Regions from separate parts of the Sus scrofa genome. Here region 1 is linked to region 2. A link is a contact called in public Hi-C data. All regions are on one chromosome and are shown on one strand. The core of a region is the stretch at or near the end of the contact, and the rest is flanking DNA. Distances in the headings are between cores, read along the strand shown.

Region 1 (4,942 bases), core at 898-3,397, 140 kb after region 2:
GATCTATCCCCTCAGAGATGCTAGTGACAGAAGATTTCTGAAGTCACACACCAGTCTCAACCACCAGCCTGACAGGAAGGTTCAGTGCCATCTTATCAGCATTGCAGGCTTGTAGACTAAGGGAAAAAGGATACCCCCCCCCCCCAGTTTGGCTTTGTTGACAAGAGGTCCTGGAGGCTACTAACGACATGGATGGGGGGGCAGGGGGCGGTGCCTTCAACCCTCATCCTGCTTGCATCTTTTCCAGGTAAACATCTTAATCAAATGCCTAACCTGTCTGAGTAAAGGAAGTTAGTATCCATACTGAAAGAAACACAGGCTTTCTGAGTTAGACCCAACTGACTCAAGGGAAGTAATTCACCACTCCCAAGCCTGAGCTTCTCAACCAGATAATAGAAAATAATCCCCATTTCCTCTAAATAGCAATTAATAAATAACCCCCCAATCCTCAGTTGTTTGGGAGGCAGGAGGGTGGAATGAGTCACAAACCGCACCGTCTGGAGGGCTTGGGGGTGGGGTGGGGGGTGTTGGATTAAGTGGCAAGGCTTAGCGATTACACGGAAGACCCAAGACAAGTGTCTCTAGGTTGCAAAAAGGCAAAGAAAGAAGCCACAGGAATAAAGCAAACCATAGGGTGAAACAGAAAGGCGCCAACATTTACTTAAACTCACTGCTCTTCACACGCATCCCTCAGAACCCCTCAAGACAGGGGTTAGAACCACCCTCTGCCGCTTGCCAATATCAAACGGTGGCACAGAAAGAAAAGTGACTTGTAACAGCGATCCTACTACCTCTGAGTGTTTACATGTGCTAGGCAACACGCCAAGCCTGTTTCATGCCATCTTACTTAATCCTAGCACGGAAGAACTATTACTTTCCTCTTCGAACACAAAAAGAAACAGGATCGAGAAGGGGTAGTAAATGTCTTCCATGCCCAAGATCAGGCCCCTGGGCCTGGCAGGGGCCTGATCTCTCCCCAACCCTCTATGTTCTATCTCGCGATTGCTAACTGCACTTCCCTTTGCATGCTGTGTCCCCGAGTCCGTGCTGGAAGGTCCCTAAGCCGTTTTTTCTCTCTCTTGGAAGATTTTTTTCGGAACGATTACTTTAACAGTTCATTCAAGGCTTCTAGGCCATAACGGATCAAGGAGCATCTATCTTCCCAAAGGAGAACCGCGCGGCCCGCACGGGCTCAGGGAATCAGACGGCTTGGGTTCAAATCCCCACCTCCCCACTCGGGTCGAATGACCTTGGCCCAGTCCCCACGCCGCGGAGGAAATGAGGATTTCAAGGTTCCGCGTCCACTTTCGCAGACTGGGATGAAACCAACCAAAAAAAAAATCCCTAAAAAACAGTGAATGATGCGGAAAACACAGGCCTTAGCCGATGTCACCCGTCACCCCAAACTTCCCCCGTTCGCTTCCCCAGTCTCGCCCCGATGCGACTCTAGACTTCGAACCTGGAGCTCCCGCCGGAGCCAGAGAGAAGCCGGGAGAAGCGCTGAGCGCCAGGCCCAAAGCAGGCCGCAGACAGGGCCGGGGGCGGACCCCGAGGCCAGGACGCCACCGTCGTGGCTGCCGGGGTCCCCCAACCCACTTCCTGCCCACCCCCAAGGCCCCGGCTCCACCTTTTTGAGCCGCTCCATCAAAACGCTCTTGTTGCCGCTCGAGTCCAGATTCCGTTTCCTCAGCTCCGCCCGCAGATCAATCACCCGCAGGTCGCTGAGGCGCCGCGTCCCGGTCTCCGACGAGGCGGAACTCAGAGCGGCTGCGCCCGCCGCACTCGAATCGCCTAGGCCTGACAGAGCCTCCGCCATTCCAGGGACCCTGGCTCCGCCGCCCACTTCACACAGAACCGGGCAGGATTTATCTCGGCTTCTAGCACAAAATGGCGCCGCCTGCGAGGGAACCGCTCCAGCCGCCCCGGCGCGCCTCGCTCCTGCGCAGGCGCACCCGGCGCGGGTTCGACGCTCCCGGTCGCGTCTGCCCATGCGTGGTGAGAGACTTGGGGAACTGCGCGCAGGCGTGTTGCGTTTTGCTGGCCTCCCGCCGCGATCAGCCGGCACACATGCGTACTGCAGTTACGGCGCCTGCGCGTTGTGCCGGGTCACGTGCGTTTGGTCGACGCGCTAGCGTGCTTGCTGCTAAGAATCCCGGTAGGGGCCGCACGCATGCGCTGCCGGAAAAACTGGGCGGGAGGAAGCGAGTGCGTTTTCCTCGCCGGCGGCGCCATTTTGTGTTCAGAGCCGCTACTGCCGCCGGCGGTGTGAGGAGTAGGTGGCGGAGACGGGGTGCCCGGGATGGCGGAGTCTCCGGCAGGGTCCGGTGACTCGGGTTCTGGCACGGCCAGTGTCGTCTCGGGCGCTTCAGAAGCCGGGACGCGGCGGCTCAGCGATCTGCGGGTGATCGATCTGCGGGCGGAGCTGAAGAAGCGGAACCTGGACACGGGTGGCAACAAGAGCGTCCTGATGGAGCGACTCAAGAAGGTGAGGCAACCAGGGGCCCTGGGGTGGCGCAGGAAGCTGGGGCACGCCCCCGAGCGGGCCTGTCACCGTGACTCCCGGGCCCGGGGCGCCTCCGGCCCGCTTCTCGTGGCCGAACCCAGCCCGAGCTGTCAGGGACCGCGGGGATCCGGCTGTGTGACCTTGGCTCGTCACCGCTTCTCTCTGTGTCTTACCTCCTCCTTTTTTTCTAGTTAGTCGTTTCAAGAGCGCTGAAAGCCCACTATAGCTGCAGGGTGGCTTCTAGACTGCACCCGGGGTTTGGGTTGGAGACTGTTTGTGTGACCTTGGACAAGTGCTTTCCGTTACTTGCTCTTGTTTCTTGTCTTGGAGATCCAAGAGAGAAAGATCCTTTGAGGTTTTCTGTCTTGGAGAGGTTTTCTTTCTTGGAGATCCAAGACTGAAGATCCTTTGAGATTTCTCGGGGTGGAGGGTGCTTTGCTGGGTCCTGCCCCAGGACCTTTGTTCCTCCCTTGCTTTTCCCCCGGACTGCTCCTCTCCCAGGTCAACAACTGTCTGGCGCCTTGTCATTTTGGGGTCTGAGATGTCGAGTCGCCGACCAGCCTCCCTAAGTTCTGCTGCACTTCCCTGACTCCATATCGCACCATCCTGTGTTTATTGCTCCCACCTCAGGGGCACTTGACACAAACTGGGGCGGGGCGTTGTCATTTCCCAAGTCAGAACTAGCTTCTTGAGGATCAGGACCTTGTGAGTTCCCTGGGTTCGCCGCGCCTCCCCAGGCCCAGAAGGCACTGGGATACTTGTTGAGTGGAACCACTAACCTCTCCTCTACCCAGGTTGATGGGTGTTTTTCTACCTCAGGTCAAAGATGGCTGGGTTGACCAGCTCCTCAGCCCTTTGCCCCTGCCGCCTTTCTGCCTGTTACTTTGTTGACTTAGAGCAGAGGCATTTTGGAGGTTAGGGGTCATTTTGGAACTTGTCATTGACCCTGTTTCTGAACTGTCTGTCTTTTGGGTGAGGAGCCCAGAAAGAACTAGGGGGTACTGGGATCATCCTGTGCCTTTGGGGTTTGCAGCCCAGATAGCAGAACCAGACTTGTTTTTTGCAAGGAAAGGTTCACCTTTGTTCACAGGGAAGTCATTGCTTAAAAGAGAACAGTACATGCCCTGCAGTTTTTAGTAATGTTAAAATCTGTCTCTTCCTAATAGGCTGTGAAGGAAGAAGGGCAGGGGCCTGATGAAATTGGCATCGCCTTGGAAGCCACAAGCAAGAAGACAACAAAGAGATGCCTTAAAGGTATCCACTTGTACTTGTTGCTGCTTGGGGCCTCTGCCTTCAGAGCACTAATGTAGAGAACTGGTTTTTTAGCAGTCTTCCTGCTCCCCAGGTCAGAAAAGCTCCTTTGGACCTCGTTTTCCTCCATTTAGCTTACTTTTCTACTACCTAACATGTGGTTCCATCAGAGTGCTGAGAGAAATAGAGCTCTGTAGGTGCCAAGTTAAATTAAAATACATACTAGGAACATCTCAGCTCTTGTCACTGCGATTAAAAAAGAGCTAGAGTAAGGCACACTCTTAAAGCTGCCCCAACTGGTCTCCTTGGCTTCCTTCCTGGTTCAAAAAATAGGTCTCAAATCAAGGAAAATGACACCAACCTGAGACCAAATAGAACCCAACTTCTCTAGAGTCCAAAATAGATTGTTGGATTATTTGCACCTAGGCTATATTTTACCAGCGTGATTTTTTTTTTTTTTAATTCACATGCTGTAAAACTCACCAGTTTAAAGTGTATAATGCCGTGGTTTTTAGTATTTACATGGCTACGCAACCGTCACCACTAGATTGACATCATTTCCGTTATCCCAAGAAGAGCCCCCTGTGCTCGTTCTCATCTCCCTCTCCCCCAAGCCCCTGGCAATATGTAGTCAAGGTTCTGTCTCTGAGAATTTGCCTATTCTGGTCATTTCATATAAGTGGAATCATGTAACATGTGGCTTTTGTGTGTGGCTTCTTTTACAGAGCATTGCTTTTAAAGTTTATCTATAATATAACGCGTATCAGTACTTCATTCCTTTTTATGGCTGAGTTCAGTTATTTTTGGAAGTATTTAATTTCATAAAACTTAGGAACCTCATTAGATGTTGTCCTCATTATCAAAATTTACTGTGATAAGGATAGTATAATTTGAAACTTCTATATGATGGACTTGTTCTCTTGAAAGGTGCTACAAAAAAATTCTCAAAGCTGTATGTGTCCATTCATCTTAAGAAGTGCTGAGTTCAGGAGTTTGCATTGTGTCTCAGTAGGTTAAGGACGCAGTGTTGTCTCTGTGAGGAGGTGAGTTTGATCCCTGGCCTCACTCAGTGGCTTAAGGATCTAGCATTGCCTCAACCTGCGACATAGGTTGCAGATGCAGTTCGGATCCATTGTTGAAGTGGCTGTGCCATAGGGCGGCAGTTGCAGCTCCAGTTCAACCTCAGAG
Region 2 (4,795 bases), core at 1,785-4,284:
CTGTAGCGGGAGTTCTCACTGTGGCACAGTGGGTTCATGATCTGGCTTGTCTCTGTGTAGGCTCCAGTTCCTTCCCTGGCCAGGCACAGTGGGTTAAGGATCCAGCATTGCAGAATCCTTGTAGGTCAAAACTTGGCTTTGGATTTGATCCCTGGCCTGGGAACCTCCATATGTCACAGGTGCAGCCATTAAAAAAAAAAGAAGAAAAGGGATCTGTGGGAGGCTGGACTCTTGGGGTCAGGATTGGAGATTAAAGCCTGGAAGGGGGGTTGCTTGGAGAGGAGGTGGACCAGAGAGAGACCCTGGAGGGAACGTAGGCAGGACACGGGGAGTGACAGGCTGTGGGGGGAGTTGCAGGGTGTGTGTGTGTGTGTGTGTCCTGATGCCCTGGTTTCTGGCTAGAAGGTGGGGCAGCCCTGAGCCAGGACCCTCTGCAGGCCATGGACTCAGGGAGTTGGGATGAATGCCTGTTCCCTCCATATAAGGTCTGAGAGAGGAAAAATATGAGCTAATACATGAAAGGAGCCTAGGACAGAGCCTGGGATACAGTAAGTGCTCAATAATTAGCTACTGGTGAATAATTAATACTATGCCATTAAAGGAGTTCCCATTGTGGCTCAGCGGTAAAGAACCTGAGTAGTATCCATGAGGATGCAGGTTCAATCCCTGGCCTTGCTTGGTGGATTAAGGACCCAGTGTTGTTGTGAGCTGTGGTGTAGATTGCAGACGAGGCTCAGATCCCACGTTGCTATGGCTGTGCTATAGACCAAAGGCTGCAACTCTGATTTGACCCCTAGCCTGGGAACTTCCATATGCTGCGGGTATGGCCCTAAAAAAAAAAAAAAACTATTCCATTATAATAATATAATGAAAACAAGCAATTAATATTATGTCACTTGTAGTAATACCATGGTTATTAATGGCCAGTCCACAGGCACACTCCTCGCTGCTGCCCCCACCCCCTTTACAGGAAGCCTTCCTGGATCACGTTACACAGAGAAAAAAAGTCACCATTATAGGGCAGAGCCAGGAAGCCCTGGGAGGGTTCTTGGAGGCTGAGGCCCAGAGGAGTGAGGCCAGTTCCTGAGGTCACCCTCTCTGGCCTCAGTTTCCCCAGCTGTCCAGTTGTCTCCCCAAAGGACCTGGGTGCCTGTGGGATGACACCGGGGACATGATGGTAGAATCTTGGAGGGCAATGGGACAGGCACCTCCCATTGAACAAGTGAGCTCCTGTCCCTGGACGTGGGGGGGGCGGGCGGCGGCAAGAGTCTCCCAAGGACTGTGGTGGTTTCCTCCCAGATTCCACCACTTTATTCCCAGATTGTCCGATAGAGGGCAGCCAAGGCTAGAGATGGAAGACAAGCTTCTCCCCACCCCCACTCCATTTTCTCCCAGGTCTTAGAAAAGCTGGTGCCTAGCCTGTGGCCTCAAGCAAATCCTTTCTCTCCTCAGGCCTCAGTTTCCCCACTTGTTACCTCTAGGAACACAGAGTTCCTGCCTCACTTCCCTGCTCAGGGGAACATCATCAAGTTTAGCCATGAGGAGATCCCTTGTGGCTCAGTGGGTTAAGGATCTTGCATTGTGACTGCAGCAGCTTGGGTTGCTGCTGCGACATGGGTTATATTCATGGCTCAGGAGCTTCTATTCCATGCTGCGGACTCGGCCAAAAAAAAAGTTTAGCAGTGAAATGCAAGGGCCGCTATAAGGGCGTGGTTGTTCCCATTCTGCGCTATTCACGTAATTCAAGGCAAATAATAGTAGTAAAGTAACAGTAACAACAGTAGTCATTAATGTTCATTGTTATTTATTGAACCTTACTTTCTTTTCTATTTTTGTCTTTTTAGGGCCACCCCTGAATATGGAAGTTCCCAGGCTAGGGGTCGAATGGGAGCTTACAGCTGCCGGTTTACACCACAGCCACAGCAACGCAGGATCCGAGCTGCATCTGTTACCTACAGTACAACTCATGGCAACGCCGGATCCTTCCCCACTGAGTGAGGCTAGGGGTTGAACCTGCGTCCTCATGGATGCTAGTCAGATTCATTTCCACTGAGCCATGACAGGAACTCCTCCCTTACTTCTCTCAAAAACACTCAATGTCAGCTTCTCAGTGAAAATGTTTTCCCTGATCATTCTATTAAGCATTGAAGCCACCAAAAAATGACATTCCTGGGAGTTCCTGCCCTGGCACAGTGGGTTAAAATCTGACTAAAGTGGCTTAGGTTGCTGCAGAGGTGGGAGTTTCATCTCCAGTCCGGTACAGCAGGTTAAAGGATCCCACATCGCTACAGCTGCACTGTTAGTTGTAGCTGCTGCTGGGAACTTCCATATGCCATGTGTGCAGCCATTAAAAAAAAAAAAAGGTATTCCCACTTCCTGCTTCATTACCATCCAACATACAGTATACTTATTATGTGATCGTCTTCACCACTCCTATCTGAACTCTTAAGGGCAAAGTTTTTTGTTTTTTGTTTTTTTTTGTCTGTTTTATTCATTGGTGTATCCCTAGGACAGCATCTAGCATACAGGCCCTGAACAAATTATTTGTTGAATGAACGCCCCAAATAAAAGCAGCAGAATTTAAAAAATTTTAGGAGCTCCTGTCGTGGCTCAGTGGTTAACGAGCGCGACTAGTGTCCATAAGGACACAGGTTCAATCCCTGGCCTCGCTCAGTGGGTTAAGGATCTGGCACTGCCATGAACTGTGGTGTAGGTCGCAGAGGCAGCTTGGATCCCCCGTTGCTGTGGCTGTGGCGTTGGCCGGCAGCTGCAGCTCTGATTCGACCCCTAGCCTGGGAACTTCCATATGCCGCGAGTGAGGCTCTAAAAAGACACACACACACACAAAATTGAAAATAAAAAATTTTAAACCCCATCAGGAAAACAACTCTTCCTTGGGCCGATTGTGGCCCGGAGGAGGCCAGTTTGAGCGAACCAAAAGGATCATTTAACATTTCCCTTTCCCACAAGAGGATCAGAGGTTTGTACAAGAATCTGAGGCCCCACCCCCACGCAGGCTCCGCCCCATGACACGTACAATGGCGTCATTTGGAGCGACGCGGGCAAGAGCACTTCCCCGGCACAACCAGGGGAGACACACGGGCGACCCGGAAGGCGACACTCCAAAGCGGGGGTGAAGGGGACCGATGGCGGAGGGAGCGGCGGAGGCCCCAGCAGAGAGTGGTGGTGGTGGTGGTGGTGGCAACCCCGGAGCCGGCGAGCCAGAACGAGGGGTGACGCCCATTAAATCTCAGTGAGTCTCTGGGGCGGGGGGAGTATCTCAGGGCCTTCCCGGCATCCGTAAGTGGGGCCCGAACCGTGCATGCTGGGAGGTGGGGCCGCAGCCCAGGGCGGGAAGCTCGCATGCTCTTCTCTCTTTCTTTTCTGCTCTCCTTTCTTTTCTACTCTCAGGGCCGGAGAGCACCTGAGATCGCGCACGTTGGGAACTGTCACATGCTCGAAGGACAGCACGGTGCATGCTGGGGTGGGCGGGCTTTGATGCCAAGGCCAGCATGCATGCTGGGGACTGTAGTCTCAGCATTTGGCGGGAATAGCGCATGTGCACCCCTAGCCAGCCGCAGATAGAATCTGGGATTGAATCTGAAGCAAGTGCTGGGAGGCGGGGAGGCGGGGAGGGGGCGTGCTGGGGGTTGTAAGGCTGAAGGGCGTGCTGGGAAATGTGGCGGGCTGCGGCCTGGTTGCAAGACACTCTGGGACTTGTAGTTTCTTTTATCCTAACGTGGCCAGGGGTGTTCACATCTGATGCCTATACTTCAGCTCATCAGTGTGGGCTCTGGGGACCCAGGAACAAAATAGGTACTCCTTGTGGCCCTGAGGTGCTCCCAGGTTGGCAGCTGACTGATTCTAAGTGAGCACCCCATCAGCAGAAGCATGTAAGCAGGGGCAGGTGTTTTCAGCCTCTTTTCTCAGCGTTCATTGACTCTGAGCTCAGAGGGACTTCTTCCCTAACTCCTGTTTCCCCCGCCTATCTGTTGGCAGATACCTCACCACCAAGGAGCAATTCCACGAATTCTTGGAAGCCAAAGGACGGGAGGAGCCCAGCCAGGAAACCAAGGCAGGGGACCCTGATGACAATGACCTGGTTGAGCCTGAGGCCAAGCGTATCCGACTGGAGGATGGGCAGACAAAGGACGGGCAGACAGAGGAGGCAGCCGAGCAGAGGGAGGAGCCGCAGGTTCAGAAGAGGGCCCGGGGCCAGAACAAGAGCCGGCCTCATGTGAAGCCCACCCACTATGACAAGAACAGGCTCTGTCCCTCCCTGATCCAGGTGAGTGTCATTGTCACCAGAAAGTTTTAGGGGACTTGAGTGTGTGCCTCTCTGTCCTTCATTCAATCCTCATGACTTTGTGATATAAGAATCGTTATCATTCCCATCTGCCCATGAAGAAACTGAGGACACCCTGCCAGGAGGAGAGGGACCTGCATTTCAATCCCTGGTTGCCTGACTGTCTCCCTGTCTTCCCTCATTGCCGGCTTGTTTCCCTGCAGGAATCAGCCTCTAAATGTTTCTATGGTGACCGCTGCCGCTTCCTGCATGATGTGAGCCTCTACCTGGAGACCAAGCCGGCTGACCTGGGACCCCGCTGTGTGCTCTTTGAGACCTTCGGCAGGTGCCCTTATGGCGTGACCTGCCGCTTTGCTGGGGCGCATCTGGGGCCCGAGGGCCAGAATCTGGTGCAGGAGGGGTTGGTCCAGGCCCCAAACATCCGCAACGGCCTGGACAAGGCCCTGCAGCAGCAACTGCGAAAGCGCAAGGTCTGCTTCGAGCGTTCGG

What was found. Hi-C and Micro-C count contacts between places; a contact is called where the count stands out from the background.
Region 1: a contact with region 2 is called in a Hi-C map of skeletal muscle, with 4 times the contacts expected there. The contact joins the promoter of SAFB2 here to the promoter of DUS3L in region 2. A contact is called at or near these places in 6 of 47 Hi-C or Micro-C datasets (adipose tissue, heart right ventricle, liver and 2 more) and 1 of 2 datasets of contacts at active chromatin or transcription factors (alveolar macrophages).

What each region holds. Positions count from the first base shown.
Region 1 is chr2:73,332,395-73,337,336 of Sscrofa11.1, forward strand. SAFB2 (scaffold attachment factor B2) reads left to right here and starts at 2,148. Exons shown (of 18, transcript XR_002341685.1): 1 at 2,148-2,485; 2 at 3,670-3,757. SAFB (scaffold attachment factor B1) reads right to left here and starts at 2,100. Exons shown (of 21, transcript XM_021084024.1): 1 at 1,628-2,100. The coding sequence starts at 1,990.
Region 2 is chr2:73,194,580-73,199,374 of Sscrofa11.1, forward strand. It overlaps DUS3L (tRNA-dihydrouridine(47) synthase [NAD(P)(+)]-like), which reads left to right and starts at 3,035. Exons shown (of 13, transcript XM_003123092.4): 1 at 3,035-3,253; 2 at 4,000-4,288; 3 at 4,510-4,795. The coding sequence starts at 3,147.